4 separate regions of the Mus musculus genome follow, and regions 1, 2 and 4 are each linked to region 3. The links are chromatin contacts, called in public Hi-C, HiCAR-type and HiChIP or PLAC-seq maps. All regions are on one chromosome and are shown on one strand. The core of a region is the stretch at or near the end of the contact, and the rest is flanking DNA. Distances in the headings are between cores, read along the strand shown.

Region 1 (4,683 bases), core at 314-2,813, 880 kb before region 3:
ATTTATAAAACCTGCCTAAGACTTCTTCACTAGGCCAGCAGACCCAGGAGATTTCCTGAGAGAGAAGATCCATGAGTTCTGTTTGTACCCAGAGATGCTCCCACGGCTATCATGTTGAGAGGGAAATGTGAAGACTGTGTGCGGAATTTAGTTGCACATCACATTCGTCATTCCAAAATCTACAGCTGAGGAGATGACTCAGCACTTAAGAGAACTCGCTGCTCTTGCCAAGGACCCAGACTCGTTTCCCAGGACCTACACTGGGCAGCTCAAAACTGCCTACAAGGCCAACTTCAGCGTATCTAAAGCCTTCTGGCTTCCACAGCTCTTTGTGCACGTGATGCATACCCATACATTCAAGTAAAACTTTGTGTGTGTGTGTGTGTGTGTGTGTGTGTGTGTGTATGTATGTATATATATTTAATATAAATTAATTGACAGAAGTTTCAAAGATACTTCCGAAAGCAAAATTTCCTTTCTTGTGGTCTCTTGATTCTACCCATGTATCAGTAAATTATCGAATTTTATTTAAAATAAGGGAAATACAATCCTCCAAAGAGAAGGATTGGTGAAAAAACCCAGTTAATGTTATTCAGAAAAAATGCCCTGCCCATTTGCATAAAATATTAATACCCTTAAGTTCAAAATAGTACACACATAGCACACGGGTTTACAAAGGGAACAGACAGGATAAGGAGGCACTGTAAGTCACGTGCGGTGGCCATCTTGTACAGCTGTTGCTGGAATCATGAACACTGCTCTCCCACTCTTCCAGCCCAGAACACACCACAGTTGTTCCTGGGACTTCTTCTCATACAGGATGTATTGTTCTGGGTATGCACTTTCTCCAAAAGGAGTCCTAACACCCCCTTGTAGCAATCCCCATTGTCACCCCAGCCTCACCACCTTCTAACCCCTTTTCTTCTTCAAAGCACTCTTCATAGCACCTGCTCCTCCCTGCGTTTTGTTTTTAAACATGTCACTTCTTCATGGCTCCTTTCAATAGGGTGTCATCATCAGGCGTGCCTTGATTTACCCCGGTGTTTCATCTTCTTTCCTGCTGTGCACACACCTGGTATAAACTCAACAATTGCTGTTAAATGGGCTAGCAATTTTTCCCCACAAGATAAATGTCTCTATGAATAGTGCAGTGCTGTTAGTACGGACGGTCTCCTCAATATAAGTGACTAACTTTAAAAGACAGCATCCTTTTTTCTCAAAATGGCCTACTTGGTTCTTGTATGCCTTAAAAAGCATATTTGAGACTCATAAGTAAGCATACCCGAGATGTTAGCAATTGTTTCTAACGATGAATAGAAAATTATACCTGAGAACGGCTTTAAAAGCAGATAATTTAACTGATAGAAGCTCAGGTCTGCCGATGGCCTTCCAGCCTCATATTGGGTCTCGGCTGAATTTTGTTATTTCCTTAAATCTCGGACTTAAGGAGATTTTATCGATGGAAACAGCTGACTGTCTGATGCCTCCAAAAGAGCAAAGCGGTGTCTCTTCAGTTTCTCCCACTCACACTCCAATGGGTCCAGGTGCCTGCCTCCCTGGTTGTGAGGAGATAGGTTAGCAACGGATCAGCATTGTGGGAAATCTAAGTTCCAGAACTCTGTAACAGCCATTGCTCCAGGCCGCTTGTTACACAGCTTCACTAGCATGGCACAGTGCATCTCTTGCTGGTTTCAGACGGGGTATGGTGGATGTGCTGCGGATCTCAGGAAAAGAGGAAAGGGAGAAAGTCAGCCCAGTGCGTGCTATGTGACAGAAACAGCGGTGGCAGTGGGGTTGCTGGGAAGGCCTCCCAGTCATTGTGAAAGGACACCATTTGAGTCTCAGGGGTGGGAAGAGGCGGTCTCAAGGCGGGGGAGGGAGGTTGAGGAAAAGAGAATAACAGAGTACCCATAACAGGAAAGGGGAGGGCTCGGAGAGCAAGCGGGCGGGGCAGAAGGAGAGGGGAGGGGCATGGTGAGGGAAGGGATGGTGGAAAATAAAGGAACAAAACAAGGTATGTATTAAAGAACGTCACAATGAAATCCATTACTTTGTATGCATGATTAAAAATAAATTAAGGAGAGTGAGAGGGAGGAAAAAAAATGAGGAGAAGCTGGGTGTGGTGACCCAGTCCTATAGTTCCAGCCTTTGGGAGAATTAAACAGAAAGATTGCCCGGGCTACAGAGTAGGACCCTATCTGAAAAATCAAAGTGACAACAAATAATGGGCAAAGTTCCTCGGATGTCTAACAAACTTCTCAGGAGTGATTAGCGAGTAACAGCAAGAAATGCAGCGCTTGTGTTCCTGAGCTCCTAGAAACAGCATTTTAACTCTTTACCGTTTACTGTCTTGTAATGTGCTCACTCCCTCTCCACCCCTTTCACATACACCCCCAACAGCTCCACCATCCTTACCACAAGGTCTTCATAGAATTGGCAGCATTCTGTTCCATCCGTCAACCTCCCAACCCATGAGCTGAACATACCTTGTTTTCTTTGTATGTCAGCTGGTCTCTTACATTTTATTATAGCAACATGAAGCTGACTGGGGCATAACATACATTAAGAATGTTTACATGTGCCGGGCAGTGGTGGCACATGCCTTTAATCCCAGCACTTGGGAGACAGAGGCAGGGGAATTTCTGAGTCTGAGGCCAGCCTGATCTACAGAGTGAGTTCCAGGACAGCCAGGGCTATAGAGAGAAAGCTTTTCTAGAAAAACAAGCAAAACAAAAACAAAACAAAACAAAAAGCAAAGAATGTTTATATGTGTAGCATAAACAATCGTGTTGTGGGGCATCCACAAGAGAAGACTGCTCAGATGTGGGTTTAAGCCAATAGAAAGTCTTATTAGTCAGCCTACAACCCACACCAAGTGTCTGGGATCCCAGTGTAACTCCAAGCCCTTCTTAGGGTAAGCCTTTAAGCACACACACACACACACACACACACACACACACACACACACACACACACACACACACCACACACACACACACACACAAAACCATGTCCCGGGTGAACATACTTCAGCACTTTAGCAAGGACTCTTAGCCTGAAGCAGAACTACAGAAGCCAAAAGGCAAGGTCAGTACGTTTTGTGACTTTCCTGGAATTATGGCCTTTGATGGATTAGGTCTTTGTTTTAGTTTTGGCAAGTGGTGCTGAGTTTTACAACCTGAGTGGAATTTTTATCATGGAGTCAGTTGTGCTAAGGTCTGGGGGGGGCTACTAAGGTCTAGTTCCCTGCTTCAACCGGAAAACAGATGAGAGTTACAAAAGCAAAACTATGGACATGCATAATTAATAGGTCTTCATTGGTGACAAGAAATAAGCAAGCTGAAACTATCTCATAACACCAGCGTTCTGGAGTATATGTAGACCATGAGAATTCACATCAAATATTATTAGAATTATAAATTGGTACAAACTCATAAATCCAGCTTGACATTCAGATAGATTTGAAAGCCCAGAGACTCCTCCTCAGGTCCAACATTTATACCCAAGCACAAAGCTATTCATGTAAGACAATTCACAGATGCAATCTCTTCCTTAGGAGGCAAATCTATTAAGCGATATGTAGCTATAGGTTCAATAAAACTACATCAATAACACATGTCTAACATGAATGCATTTGAAAAAGTATGTAAAAGATAAGTTGAAGAGTTTGAGAATTTAAACAGAAACACAATAAGACTATTTGTAAAATTATTTGCAAACACATATGTCTAGTGAATCTACTTAAAAAAAAAAAAACCTCAAAATTCAAGAAAATGATTCCCTGGGAAGGGAAAGAGAAAGCAGTAAGAGAGGGGTGTAGAGAGCTGAGCAGGGACGCTGAGAACAGGTCAAACACAACACATCGTCTGTATGCAGACATATTTTTCTCATAGGTTTTGCCACAAAACTACTTTGTGTGCAAGTTCTGGTACTATTAAAAATTGGACTACCCAATTTTAATTAATATTTTAGTTGCCATAATTTGATGTTTTTACAGCACACACAGGACTGCATTGTTACACCATATGAATCCATCAATGGTCCCAAGACAATTAACATACCCACTAGCTTCATTTTTTTTCATTACATTTGTGTGTGTGTGTGTGTGACCATCTGGATTTTTTTCTTTGAGACAGGATCTCATTATCTAGCCTTGCCTGGCATGGCATGAAATTTGCTCTATAGATCAAATGGGCCTCAAACTTTTGAGGAACTTCCTGCATGCTATGATTACATGTATGTGTCCCAACACTTGGCTAAAAGTACATGCATGTTATTTTGGGCACATAGAAACTAAAGCTCTCTATCTCTCCCACTAGGTTTAGGTCATGTTCTAATCATTTGCTATGAGCCCTGTCTGTCTTTTTGTTTGTTTGGTTGGTTTTTCGAGACAGGGTTTCTCTGTGCAGTACTGGCTGTCCTGGAACTCACTCTGTCGACCAGGCTGGCCTCGAACTCAGAAATCTGCCTCCTCTGCCTCCCAAGTGCTGGGATTACAGGCATGCGCCACCACTGCCTGGCGAGCCCTGTCTGTCTTGTTGTGTCCTGCTGTGTTGTGTTCTGTTTTGTTTGTGGCCCTGGGATCAAACACAGGTCCTCGCACAAGCTGGGAAAGTGTTCTGTGTCCACGCTGCAGCCACACCAAGCGCAAGCATCTTTGAAATTCTGCGGCTTGCAGAGAAG
Region 2 (4,274 bases), core at 311-2,810, 510 kb before region 3:
GTATGTTCATTTGTTTTTCATGACAGGCTTTCTATAAGCCCAGGCTGTCCTGGAACTCACTGTAGACTAGGCTGGGCACCAGAATAAGTGCTGGGATTAAAGGTTGTGCCCCCAACACTGCCCGGTAGTACTTTGATTTTCTTTCTTTGGGGGAGAGGGGAGCTTGGTGTAGTGGTGCCTGCCTTTAATCCCAGCACTCAGGAGGTAGAAACAGGCACAGCCTGATCTACAGAGGCTAGCCTGATCTACAGAGCTATATCTAGGACAGCCAGGGCTATACACAGATTATATAAATTTTGTTATTTTGAGACAGGTTTTCTCTGTAGCCTTGGCTGTTCTGGAACTCATTCTGTAGACCAGGCTGAGCAACTGCCTCTGCCTCCAGAGTGCTGGGATTAAAGGTGTTCACCACCACTACCCCTACCCAGTTTTGTATTCTCAGATTAAGACTCCATGGTCTAAATGTCTAGATGGCAATAAATATTTAAATCAATGTAAAAATCACTTGTAGAAAAAACGAAAAACACCGTCTTAAAACTCAAATGGGAGAACTTGCTTATTACCTGTATTTTTTGTGGGTTTTTCTTTTTCTTTTGAGCTTAGGTTCTACACAGCCCAGAATGGCTTTAAACCTGCCTCAGCCTCCCAAATGTTGGGATTACAGCTGTGTGCCTGCTTGTTTGTTCCTTTTGAGACCTGGTGTCGTTTCATATCTCCGGCTGTAATGGAAGTCAGATCCATCTTATTGCAGAGGATTGGAATTAAATGCGTTCACTACCGACCTTGCTTGCTTTTTTTGGGGTGCGGGGTGGGGGGGATTCTCTAATTGACAAAATGGGGCTTTAAGAAGATTTTTAGTTCTGGCAAGTACTTAATGGGAGTCTCCTGGTGATGGGAGTAAAATGTAGGCTACTCTAAAATGGCAAACAGGCATTTAGAACATGTGCAGTGGTATACCTCTTCTTGACTTACGTGGACTATTCGTGTAATGTTGCTGGAAATTTCAGGGAACAGTTGTGCAGAAAATACTTGGTATGTGTGTGAAGAAGCACTGAAGAGGCCGAGGCCAGAAGATGGACATTTCCAGCACATAGCTAACTCGGCTGCATACTTCCATAATGTGTACTATACATAGCTCCTGTCTCAGAATGGAGTTTAGCTTCGGATTCTTTAAAGGCTACTTACATTCTACATTTTGAGACAGTACTTAAGTGCCATTTGTCTTTTTGCCATTTAAATTTGCCTAAATATTAGAAAATTAGTCTGTCAGTGACTTCTAATAAATCTGCCTTTTACTGTGGACACAAATGCCCTGGCAGCCTCACCTGTGACTGTCTAAGGTGTTGCCCGATGATTTGGGATCCTTGGGATCCAGGTACTGCTTTCTGAAGCTGTGATAGGTTGTGAAGTATGATGATGTGTGAGTCAGTGGGGTCGAGCATGGGAGTCACTGACTGGGTGGCTACTTCTGCCAGTTCCTGCACAGCCACATCTCAAGTGCCTGTTTGCTCTTGGTGGGTAGCGGCAGTCCTGCACACACAGGCAGCACATTCCACCATCTCCCCGAGTTCTGTTCCACTATTGTTGCTACATTGTTTCTCAAGTGGGCTTTTAAGGTCTTGAATGACATGGAGTTACTTTCAGACAAGTATCTGAAGAGCAGTTGTTTGACAGCAGTTAAGAGTTACTGTTCCTTTTGAATCAGGTAGTGAGATGCACCAGACGGTGCCTGTCTGCAGAGATGAAAGCATAAAGCATTGTTTTGCAAAGTTTTTCTTACAAGTTACAATAAAAAGTACGTTTTGTTTCATGACCCCATTTGTATACGTGTATATAGTAAAAAGGTATCACATGTGAGGAGATGTTTTCTGTGCCAGTCTTTCTCTCTTCTCTGTTGCCATTGATATCCATGGAGTACACCATAAAAGGTATCCATGCGGTAATGGGGCAGTGGAAGTTCTAAGGAAGTCTGTCGAAGTGTTTTATTACGGTGAAGGAACTCCATGACCATGGCAAGGCATTTCATGGGACTTGCTTACAGTTTCAGAGGTCTATTTCATCATCGTGCCAGGGAACATGGCTGCATGCAGGAAGAGACACTTAGATTCCAAGCACTCACCTAAAAGCTAAGTGTGGCAATGTACAAACACATTTGCAATCCCAGAACAGAGGGTCCCTTTGTGTTGGCCAGCCAGTCTAGCTGAAACAAAAAGACCCTATGTCAAGAAATAAGCCCTCATAAAAGGCTGTGGGAAAGAGCCTTCTGGGAGCTGACCTGTGACCCCCACCCCCACCTCCCCCAGGCCTGCATTTACACAAATACAAAGTATTTTTAAAAGGACTCTCTTACAATGAGAATTTGAAGCTATTGTGAAGGAAGGACTTGGCTGAATCTGTTGTGTGGAAAATGGTGTATTCATTCTCTCCATCCCGTCCTTTACCTTGGCACCCTACCATGACAAAGCATCCTAGTGTTTGGTGCATGTACATATATGCAGGCAAGCATTTATACAGATAACACTTTTTTTTTTTTTTTTTTTGGTTTTTCGAGACAGGGTTTTTCTGTGTAGCCCTGGCTGTCCTGGAACTCACTCTGTAGACCAGGCTGGCCTCGAACTCAGAAATCTGCCTGCCTCTGCCTCCTCCTAAGTGCTGGGATTAAAGGCGTGTGCCACCACCGCCTGGCCACATAACACTTTTAATAAACATTTTCTTGTTCCATTTATTTCAGAACAGACGTTTTTATTTTGCCAAACTGATGATAATCTTCAACTGTCACTGCCTACTTTGATCATTGCACTGTCCAGTAGGAGAGCCTTCAAGCTGGCTGGTTTCCCTTCCGCCATGTTTGTAATCATTCTTTGAATTTACTTTCGGGGTCCAAATGGGTTTCCTAGGTTCACCTGGGCTCATCTTGTGCCTTGCCTACTCCAGTCCTGAAATTTTCTCCATGGAGGTCTCATGCCTTGAGTGTACAGAATGTAGGCCGTTGATGTTCCTAAGCTAAGTGTCCTTGCTGGTTATGTTTTCTCTGCAGATGGAGCTAGATGGAAGTATATATTTGTACATACCCATATACACTACTGTTTGTATAAGCCTTAATACATGTTGGCACCCACTCCTGTAATGCAAAGTGTCACGTGATTCATTTCTACCTCGTGCTAGGGCCCATGACTGCCCTTAACCCCGCCCCCTTATTATTTTTCTCTTCCTCTCTGCCCCCCTCCTTTTCTGTATCCTTTTACTGCTTCCATTTCTCAAATCCTGCTTTATATGACTTTATAAGAATTCTTTCCTTTTCGCCCCCCTCTTTTATCTTGAGATATCAACTGCTAACACTAGTTTGATGAAAAAATAAAAATTTCATCTCTTGATTATAAGTTTTCACACTCTGGAGGAGTTTTCATCTGTTGGTAAGTTTTCTTTGCTTTTTCATTTGATTACTGATTTCATTTGGTTTCATGCATTTTTCAACTTTGCTGTTGCTAGACTTGTGCACCATAGCAATCATACATGTACTTCTCTGAAGTCTGTTGCTGGGCTGCCTCAGCTTGTGCTCTGTGCAGTCTGAGATGCTGTGAGTAGTTTAGACCATTCCAAACCCATCCTGCTTCCACTTACGAGGTTTTGACTTTATGTGGGGCAAAGGTAATACATAGTGTGTGGGAACCTCTTGGAATTCTTATCTGGGCTAGTGAACTGCAGTGAGCAACCCTCTTGAAATGCTCGGCCTGGGCCACAAACTCATGATCAGCCACTGTCACTGTTGACAGCGAAGGGTGCACTCTTCTGGGTGGGCGGGCTTTCATTGCTTTTTGAATGTGTGTGTGTGTGTGTGTGTGTGTGTGTGTGTTAAAATCCCATTAACTACAAAACACCCACCTGTGTGAGAGAGAGGTCCTACACTTCATTGTAAAGTAGGCTTTGTGTTAAAAGTTTTTCCCAACCGTAGGCTTATTTGCTTTGAGCTGGTTTAAGGTGGCATCCGCTGAAATATGGTGGTTGGTTAGGTTAGGTTAGGAATATTTATGAATTCTGAGGATGTATTGTGACAATTCTCCAATGCATTAAGATGTTTAGGGCCAGGTGATGCCTTTTTAGGTCTCGTTTGTCCAGTTTCCAGAGGAGAAATGGAACAGTGAATTGCACAGCTCTTTCCCCTTTCATTGCATTATGGCGTGAGGAAGGGGCTCACTTTGCAGTTAGTGGATTGAAGGCTCCATTGGAGATCAGTGTTCTTTAAGTAATGAGTAGTTTTGGCAGCCTCAGGTTCT
Region 3 (4,200 bases), core at 1,634-4,133:
GCTTCAAACCCACCAGTCCTCTTGATCCTCCTGCCTCAGCCTTTCTTCCATTGTGGTGAGAATACAGGTGTGTGCCTTTACTCCTGCGACTCACACACTCATTTTTAGTATAGTTATTTGTGGCTCATATGGTTCTGGAGAGTATAGGAAACCGTAAGTGTGTTTGTATCACTCATTCTTGCCTCCCCACCGTACACTCCATAGGATGGAGTTTTGATCAATATTGGGTTGCAATAACATATACACTTATAGTAATTAAAGTCACAGCTGGGATCTGTGAGGTTATATAGAAAATATTCTTCATTTTCTTATGGAGAAAAGCTATTGCCATAAAAATACCCTTTAAGGGTTCCAGCTGGGACTCAAATATGCACAAGGCTCTGGGGTTTGCTACCCAAGACAACAAAAACAAAGCAGACTACCTAAAATAAATAAAATGCACCTTATTGATTTCTTTAAAAGACAGTTAAAAAATAATCCCTTCCCCCACCATTAATTAGTATATCTTAGGAGTTGTCTTAACTTCTGTGGCTCAGATATAAAATTATCTTCCAAGGTTTTAATGTTTTATTATTGTATATACCTCTCGATCATACAAAGACATCTTAATCACTGCAAACAGCATTATAGAAGGAAACTATATACCTAAGGTTGCCTTCAAAACCCACACCCTGCAATAATGTAACCAGTGTTTAGTGAAAGGCCTTACAGCAAGACATTTTCTATACTTCCATGTCTACCAATTCACGCCAACGTTTAGGGCCTACGTTTCAAGTTCAAGAGCAGAAAGTACATGCCAGTGTAAAGAATAATTTGGCCAAATTTTATTGAACACCTACTATGTGAAAACTCTCACAAAAGACACAAAACTTAAGACATAAAATGTCATCTTCTTGAACATAAAGTTAAATGCTCAAAACAACTAGATATGCAAATAACTCCATTAGACATTATGTGGGTGCTATTTAAACAAAACAACAAAACTTCTAACAAGGTACCCCAAGTGCTAACAGGAGGGAACATAAACAAGAGTTTCTGAGAAGCTTCAAAATAAAGTGGGTTTGTATTTGACTCTCCCCCCCCCCTTTTAAATCACCCATCAGCATTCAAGATTTGCAAGATTATTAAGTAACTTAATCTGTTTTAGGTATTTTTATTCCCTAATTTGCAACAACAGACCTTGGATATCCACCCCCACTGGGGGAAAAATACCGATTCAACATTTTGAACGTTTAGTTAAAATGAGCTTTAACTAAATCTCACCTTTAAAAAACTGAGACTTGTTTCTACACCAAACCTGTAAGTGTAATTAAAAACTTTCCAACACGCAGATTTTAATCTGTAATCTGGATTAGTATTCTTTTAAAATTCTATAAAGGGACGAACAAATGGGATACCGATTTTTTTTTTTTTTTTTATAGAAATGTTCCGACTGTCAGTGATACTCACTTGGAAGACAAACAAGTGAAAATAAAATTCAGGGGCATGGGTGTTTTGTTCTGCTTTGTTTCATTAAAACCACCTCCTTCTCCCCCAACGGTCCTCTTCCTACTAAATGACAAAGATCTGACTCAAAGCTAAGAGTATTTGGTCTTCCGGGAAAGGCTACCACATCATTTCTAGGATTCTGATACTTCCTGGAGGGTTCTGTATTGCCATGATCTAACTCTAAGCATTGAGCACTGTGTTGACAGATGAAAGGACCACACTCATAAATAACTTGCCCAGAAGGAGTGGGCAAAGTCCGTGTGGAGGGACGCCGAAGAAGCCAGTTTTTAAAAGGGGAAATTACGATAGACGCAAATTATGGAATAGAAGCAAACTGGGGAACGTGTACTGGACAGATGATCTAAGTTGTTACTATCAAAGGAAACTTTTCGCCCTTAATTACAGAAGAGATTTGTATCCGGTGCTTTTGTAATTATGCACAGGTAGGCAATATCTGAGGAGAATCTCACGTTCAAACATAAACAGTTTTATAAAACATTTGCATTGAAGTATCCATTCTTTTAGGATTAACTATAAGTACAATGGAACTAGAATCAGATTATACAGATTTAGGCAGGGGCAGCTGGGGCAGAACAGGCAGCATGTAAATTCCTTAACAATGTGTTACAGGGCACAGTTTCCAGCTACAGGAGAAATCCAGAAAACCGCTTGAGGACCGGAACTGTGCACGCCGTAGTCTCCCAACACTAATTCAACAGCTAGCGGCTCCCGCCAGCCTCGCGCTGCCCACGGCGGCGGCGGGCGAGTCGCCACCTCCACCTTGGAGACTGTCCGCTCGGCACTCGGCTGGCCATCGCCCTCCCAAACTACTTGCCGGCTCTCCCCGCACCGGCGCCGGCCGTCGGCAGGCCGGGGAGGGAGCGATCGCGCCCACGGGAAGGAAGTTCCGCCAAGTGGTCGGGCTCGCCGTGGGACCGAGCCTGCAGCACCGCGGCCTCCCAGCCCCGGGGACGCCCCGCGCGGCCCGGTGCCGGCAGGAAGCGTGGAGGAGGGGAGGCGAGCGCGGAGCCCGCCGCCGACCCCACCCCGTGCGCGACCCCGCCGGCCCGGCCGCCCTCGTGCGCCCGCCTTCCCCCTGGGAGGGCCGCCGCCCCGCACCTCGCGGACCCGGGGACCCCGGCAAGTTTGCAGGAGAGATGCACTGCCACCCTGCAGCACGCCGAGGGGGAGAAAAGAAAATGTCAGGCGATGACGGCCGGCAGGACTCACCCATGTTCCTCCCACAGAGTGAGGACCGGCAGGGCGAGGCGAAGGGTTCGGGTGCGGGCGGCGCGGCTCAGCGGCGGCGGCGTCCTCCCTCTACCTCCGCGTCTCCCGCAGCCAGGGAGGGACCCGCGGGGGGCGGCCGCCGGGGAGGAGCAGCGGCTGCGGCTGCGGGCGGCGCGGCCGCGGCGGGGACGAGCGGCGGGGGGCGGGGCGGGGCGGGGCGGGGCGGCCGGGCGCAGCCTGCGGCGGGCGCGGCTGCGAGCGAGCGAGCGAGCGAACGTGCGGGCGGGCGGGCGGGCGGGCTGGCGCGGAGGCGCCGAGCCGTCCTGAGGAGCGCCCTCCCGACGCGCGGCCGAGCGCCCCGCCCTCTCCGCCGAGCGCCCCGCCCTCTCCGCCGAGCATGCTCAGTGCGGCCAGTGCTGCCTCCTGCCCACGGCCGGCGAGGCTTAGCCCGCCGGGGGCTGTGCGTCTACAGACCGGAGCGGTACAGCTCGGTGGCTGTTGCTCGAGGGGCGGAAGCAGGGCTCAGATCTCCGGGCTGCTGGGACGGAGCCTCCCGGGAGGAAGTCTCAGCCCGGAGCGTGCCTGGCAGCGCACGCCCCAGGCGAGCATGTGCGGGGTGGCGGAGCAGGAGGACGTAGATGTCCGCGGGCGCGTCCCCAGGGCGCATCAGGCTGTCCTGCGGGGCTGGCGGGAAAGCCGGTCCAGCGGAGAGCGGTCGCAAGGTCACCCTCGGCGAGCCAGTGCCTAAAGCCCTTTAACCCGTCGGGCGGGACCCTACAGGCTGTGTCCGCCGCACTCCGGCTGTGCCAGGGAGGAAAGACGTGCTGAGATCAGAAACACTGAAAGTCCACCTACGGGCGGGGGTAACTCGGTGGATGACGAGCCGCCCGGGGACTGTGACCGAAATGCTCCCACATGCTCTCGCGGGGCTCGGGGTCCCAGACTGGGCTCTGCACCAAGAAGAGGCAGTAGGATTTCTCTGTGTAGCCCTGGCAGTCCTGGAACTCACTTTGTAGACCAGCTGGCCTGGAACTCAGAAATCCGCCTGTGAAAAACCAAAAAAATAAATAATAATAATAACGTAAAATAAAAGAAGGAGGGGGAGAAGGAAGAAGAAGAGACAGTAGGAGACCTGCACGTGTCCTGACCCCTGCCTGCCTGGACTTTATCCCAGGCCTGTGGCGATCTGTAGGAAGAGGAGCTGCAACTCTTGCTGCCAGAAGGGGCTGTTTCTTCATCTGTGACTCTCACAGACCAGTCGCTAATATTACAGGCACAGATCACAAGAGCATCTCGATATGTTAGGTACTGGGATTTTATGTGATTTTTTCTGAAATAAAAATGCAACATAATTAAAGACAGGTGTGATCTATTTACAGCAGCTCAGGCATAGACTGATACAGATGTTAAACACCCGTTCTTGGAAGAAAACTACTCTTCCTGTTTGCCTATAATTCATCTTGCAGAAGGCTGTTAGGATTG
Region 4 (4,296 bases), core at 1,711-4,210, 530 kb before region 3:
CCTATTTCAAACAAGAAACAACAGAAAGTGAAAAGTCATAGTTTTCATGAGATGTGTGGTTTCTTTGGCTGGTGTTCACCTGTCCTCATTCGCCTGTTGGGATGTTGAATTTGTAACTTAGGTGTGCACTTCTGTCTGTTGTAATAGTGCTTCCTTTCTATCATGGCACTTGAAGTAGAGAATGAAGAGGGGATGGGATGCAGGGGGGATGGGAGCTAGGCTGTCAGTTGTGCTTTGTCCATTAGTTTGAATAGTGGCATTGAACTTGATTTTACTCAAGGTTCTTTGGTAGGGAAGAGTTAGCATCAGAGTCATTTGACTATAATGATCATGCAGGTAGCTAGTTCCAAACAAGTCACCAGTTTCATTTTTCTTTCTTCATGTAGCCACCACACTTGGTGTATGCCTGATTGAAGCTGGAAGAGTTGGTCAAAGAATTGAGGGTAGACAGAAACTATTGAGTTTTAGAGCATAGACTCTAGGCAGGTTAGGTCATTACTCCTGTGATAAGTTACTGAGATATGAATGATAATGATTCAGCTTCTGTAGTTTAAATTTATTTTCCCTTATGGTAAGATTAAAAGGACTAGTCAGTCAGACCACCCCAGAGCTTGGGAAGGAATCTTGTTTGATATGCCTCATCTGCTGCCTCTTCCCAATTCACAGCACTGAAACTGCCCATGGCTAACTGTAGTTGTCAGCTGTCCATCACTTGCATGCCAGACCCTTCTTTATTTTGCAATTAAGGAAATTGATGCTTAGAGGGAGTTTTAATCACTTAAATCCCTGTTCTAGAAAAGTTTCACACTAATTAAAATAAAAGGAATTGTCAAATAGGGACTACAACTGGATTTGGGCAATAGATTCCCTCTGTACATACTTTGTAATATTTCCCCCTAGTCCGTCAGAAATAGGTAGATCTGGGATTGCATGTGATGCTATTAGGAAAACTGTGTAGTGAGGGCAGGGCTTGGAAAACAAAAGTTGTTAGATGGAGCATTGCTTATAGCCACAGAATGATAGGTGAGCATTATAAATACATCAAACACTATTTCTTTTTCCTCTTTCGATCTTTAGTGTGGTGCTTGACTTCATTATCCATTATATTCCTCATCAATAAATAGTTCAGCTCCATATTATGTTCTAGCCATTCAATAGTTTATCAAGGCAGAAAAATACAGAATACAGGCCAGAAGTATTGAAGCTGCAGAACAGGAAAGAAGGGAGCAGGACAGCCACAGTAGAGTGACTTCAGTGCTGGGCTTTTTGCTCTGGGAGGGATAAAGTGATTCCTTCTAGTGGCTGGCTACCCAGAGGTATTAAGTACACATTATTCAGAGAGGAGAGGTGAGCAGGATGTATCATAGTTCTTTCCTCTTTTCAAAATCATAACATACGCAGTACAATCTCTACACATATAGCAATACCTCAAATATTCGAAGAATAGAAAGCCATGTGTCTTAGGGTTTTACTGCTGTGAACAGACACCATGACAAATGCAACTCTTATAAGGACAACATTTAATTGTGGCTGGCTCACAGGTTTGGAGGCTCAGTCCATTATCATCAAAGTGGGAGCATGGTAGCATCTAGGCAGGCGTGGTGCAGGAGAAGCTGAGAGTTCTACATCTTCATCTGAAGGCTACTATGAGGAGATGCACTTCCAGGCAGCTGGGATGAGGGTCTTAGAGCCCACACCCACGACGACACACCTGTCCCAACAAGGCCACACCTCCTAATAGTGCCACTCCTTGGGCCAAGCATATACAAACCATCACACCATGAAACCATACAATTAGTTTTGTTTGTTTGTTTGTTTGTTTGTTTAAGAAATGGTAAAGGAAGAGGTGGAAAGGTGGTTTGGTGGTATAGACTTCTACAATACCTGAGTTCAGTTCCCAGCATCCACATTGATACAGTTTGTAACACCAGCTCCAGGAGGGATCCAATGCCTCTGGCTTTGGGCACTGCATTCATGTGCACATAACCCATAAGTTTTGTTGTTTTGTTTTTAAAGAGGATTAAAGTTTATAATTCTGGAACCATTCCAGATACAAGGACATGCCAGGTCTGTAATAGAAATGCCCAAAGATTTGTCCCTGGTACATTCATTGAGAACTGACAGTGGTGGAAGGAAGGCTTTGCATCTATTGGTTCATCTGGACCCAGCAGTGATAGGTGCTGTAATACCCATCTGATGAAGAGAAAAAGAAGGTTCAGAAAATGTTACATTCTCAGAATTATACAAAATGAATGGCAAAGCTGGGGTTCCAGATGGCTGTAGATATGAATTGAGCCCAGCATATCCCACATAGTGGTGAAAAACTTGTGTTGTTGATAGAAGTCAGATTTAGTGAAGTGCACTTGGATGGTAGAGTCTCATCTGACCTCTGCTACCTAATCTTTTTGAGGCCAGCTTTTTTGAGACCTTGGCTCTAAAAAAAAAAAAAAAAAAGGTACTGCTTTTACAAATGACATGTACTCTGAAAAATGTATGTGACTGATTTTAGTAGATATATAATTACTGTAAAATGCAGTAAATGTTTCCAAATGTTTGCTTTACATTTCAATAGCTTAACTTCCCTGTCGACCATCACAAGTATGTAGACCAGCAGTAAATATAGTGTGCAGGTCGCACTTGGAGTTACTGCTTTGAATCTAGGAAAGCCATGTGCCAGGAAAGCCGTGGACTGAACGGAGGAATTTTGTACACTTCAAATGAAGATTAAAAGTTGTGTGATCTTCCCTAAAATGAAAGAGAAAGCCTCAGTTCTTTGTGGGATGGAGGTAGTAGTCACCAATCAGGGGCTTGGAGGGCAATATTCATTTCCAGAAAAGATGGTTTAAATGCATATTCACATTGCAAGTTGGTGACAGTTTGAATATTAAAACCTTATACCAGGTTTTAAGCATACCAGGATTTTGTGAACCGACACAAAATTGATGTGATGAAAGTGAGACTAAAATTTCATCACATTTATTAGAGAAAACAGCTGCAGGAAATACTTAGCCAAATAACATTAGGACTGTGACACATTGATAGTATTAACTTGTTGGTGTGATAGTTTTTTTACAGAATGTTGAGAAGGCTTGAGGTTTTGCAGCTAGCTGTTGGATTTGTCCTGCTCTTGCAAGGCTTTTCCTTTTTTTTTTTTAATTTTATTTTTTACAACTTTCTGCTGTTGGTACAGCAGCTTACTCAAGCACATTACTGAACATTGTATGTGACCCATATAAACTCAGCTGATCTAAAACCAGGCTACCCTTTGTGTTTGAACTGACGATATTTTTCTCTTCCCTTACTTGCCACTGATATTTAATCTCTTTGATCTGCTAGTTAGTGGCTTCCACTGCTTACCCAACAGCTGAGGCGTGCTTTCTTAGCTTGACATCCGAGGCCTTCACAGTCACTGCAGTATACCATCCAAACTCACCCCACTTTCAGGGACTTTGGATATGATCTTCTAGAGAGTAAACATAACACCATCCTATGGTTTTATTCTTCCTTAAGGTCTACCCTTGTGTAATGCACTTATTATTTTATTCTGTGACCTTTCAAGGGCAGGCTGTCAATTAGGCTAAAATGTGTTAGATTATTTTGAGAGTAGCCATCTATTAAGTTAGCCTTTACTTTTTGTCCAAATGATTCACTTTACTTTAAAACAACTTTTATGAATTACTTTTTAAATTTTATGTGCATTGGTGTTTTGCCTCCATGTACGTCTTTGTAAGGGTGTTGAATCTCCTGGAACTGGAATCACAGATGGTTGTGAGCTGCCTGTGGTTTCTGGGAATTGAACCTAGGCCCTCTGGAAGAACAGCCAGTCAGTGCTCTTTACCCTTGAACCATCTCTCCAGCCTTGGATACATCCAAGAAGTTTGAAGCTTGTTTTTAAACATTTTATAAATGCAATACAGTCCTAGCATCTGTACTCTGTAGGAAACAACCTTAAAAATAAGTTTGTATTTAGCTGCATGTCGTGGCATATAGTTTTAATTCCAGCATGCAGAATGCAATAGTGGGCACGTCTTCCAGTCCAGCCAGGGCTACCCTGTCTCAAAAAAAAAAAAAAAAATTTAAGGGCTGGAATGATGCTTTTGTGGTTAGGAGCACTGGTAGCTCTGCCAGACAACCTTGCTTCCCAGCACCCACACTGCCATCTGTAATTTTAGGTCTAGGGGACCTGATGTGGCTATTGTGCACATAAATATAGTGCACATACATATGTGCAGGCAAGACACTCATATACATATAAAGTAAATCTAAAAACTTTACATGGGATAATTTGTATCTCAA

What was found. Hi-C and Micro-C count contacts between places; a contact is called where the count stands out from the background. HiCAR-type assays count read pairs that join an accessible place to other places. HiChIP or PLAC-seq counts read pairs in DNA pulled down with a chosen protein or histone mark.
Region 1: a contact with region 3 is called in a HiCAR-type map of astrocytes, with 3 times the contacts expected there. The contact joins the promoter of 4930579F01Rik here to the promoter of Rap1gds1 in region 3. A contact is called at or near these places in 1 of 39 promoter capture datasets (hippocampal neurons) and 1 of 115 datasets of contacts at active chromatin or transcription factors (astrocytes).
Region 2: an H3K4me3 HiChIP or PLAC-seq map of neural tube shows a contact between it and region 3, with 3 times the contacts expected there. The contact joins the enhancer-like site here to the promoter of Rap1gds1 in region 3. A contact is called at or near these places in 3 of 39 promoter capture datasets (hippocampal neurons, liver and neural stem cells), 1 of 15 datasets of contacts at CTCF or cohesin (pro-B cells), 2 of 484 Hi-C or Micro-C datasets (the G1E-ER4 cell line and cerebellum) and 6 of 115 datasets of contacts at active chromatin or transcription factors (astrocytes, embryonic forebrain, embryonic stem cells and 2 more).
Region 4: a Hi-C map of Th1 cells shows a contact between it and region 3, with 3 times the contacts expected there. The contact joins the enhancer-like site here to the promoter of Rap1gds1 in region 3. A contact is called at or near these places in 6 of 39 promoter capture datasets (the 3T3-L1 cell line, hematopoietic stem and progenitor cells, hippocampal neurons and 2 more), 1 of 15 datasets of contacts at CTCF or cohesin (the NIH/3T3 cell line), 7 of 484 Hi-C or Micro-C datasets (CD4 T cells, CD8 T cells, the G1E-ER4 cell line and 4 more) and 7 of 115 datasets of contacts at active chromatin or transcription factors (the 230-238 cell line, astrocytes, bone marrow-derived macrophages and 3 more).

What each region holds. Positions count from the first base shown.
Region 1 is chr3:138,192,268-138,196,950 of GRCm38.p6, forward strand. It overlaps 4930579F01Rik (RIKEN cDNA 4930579F01 gene), which reads right to left and starts at 1,564. Exons shown (of 9, transcript NM_001374685.1): 1 at 1,328-1,564.
Region 2 is chr3:138,558,916-138,563,189 of GRCm38.p6, forward strand. It overlaps Eif4e (eukaryotic translation initiation factor 4E), which reads left to right. Exons shown (of 8, transcript NM_007917.4): 8 at 1-781. Among named protein-coding and RNA genes, the nearest start is that of Mir1956, 35 kb to the left of the region's middle. Within about 2 kb of position 1,561, at least 12 of the 459 cell types and tissues checked have an H3K27ac peak or open chromatin away from gene starts, as enhancers often do. A contact at or near this core is called in neural tube, where this site is marked.
Region 3 is chr3:139,072,318-139,076,517 of GRCm38.p6, forward strand. Rap1gds1 (RAP1, GTP-GDP dissociation stimulator 1) reads right to left here and starts at 2,884. Exons shown (of 15, transcript NM_001040690.2): 1 at 2,719-2,884. The coding sequence starts at 2,722.
Region 4 is chr3:138,539,466-138,543,761 of GRCm38.p6, forward strand. The region is part of intron 2 of Eif4e (eukaryotic translation initiation factor 4E); the gene reads left to right. Among named protein-coding and RNA genes, the nearest start is that of Mir1956, 15 kb to the left of the region's middle. Within about 2 kb of position 2,961, at least 35 of the 459 cell types and tissues checked have an H3K27ac peak or open chromatin away from gene starts, as enhancers often do. A contact at or near this core is called in CD8 T cells, the G1E-ER4 cell line and Th1 cells, where this site is marked.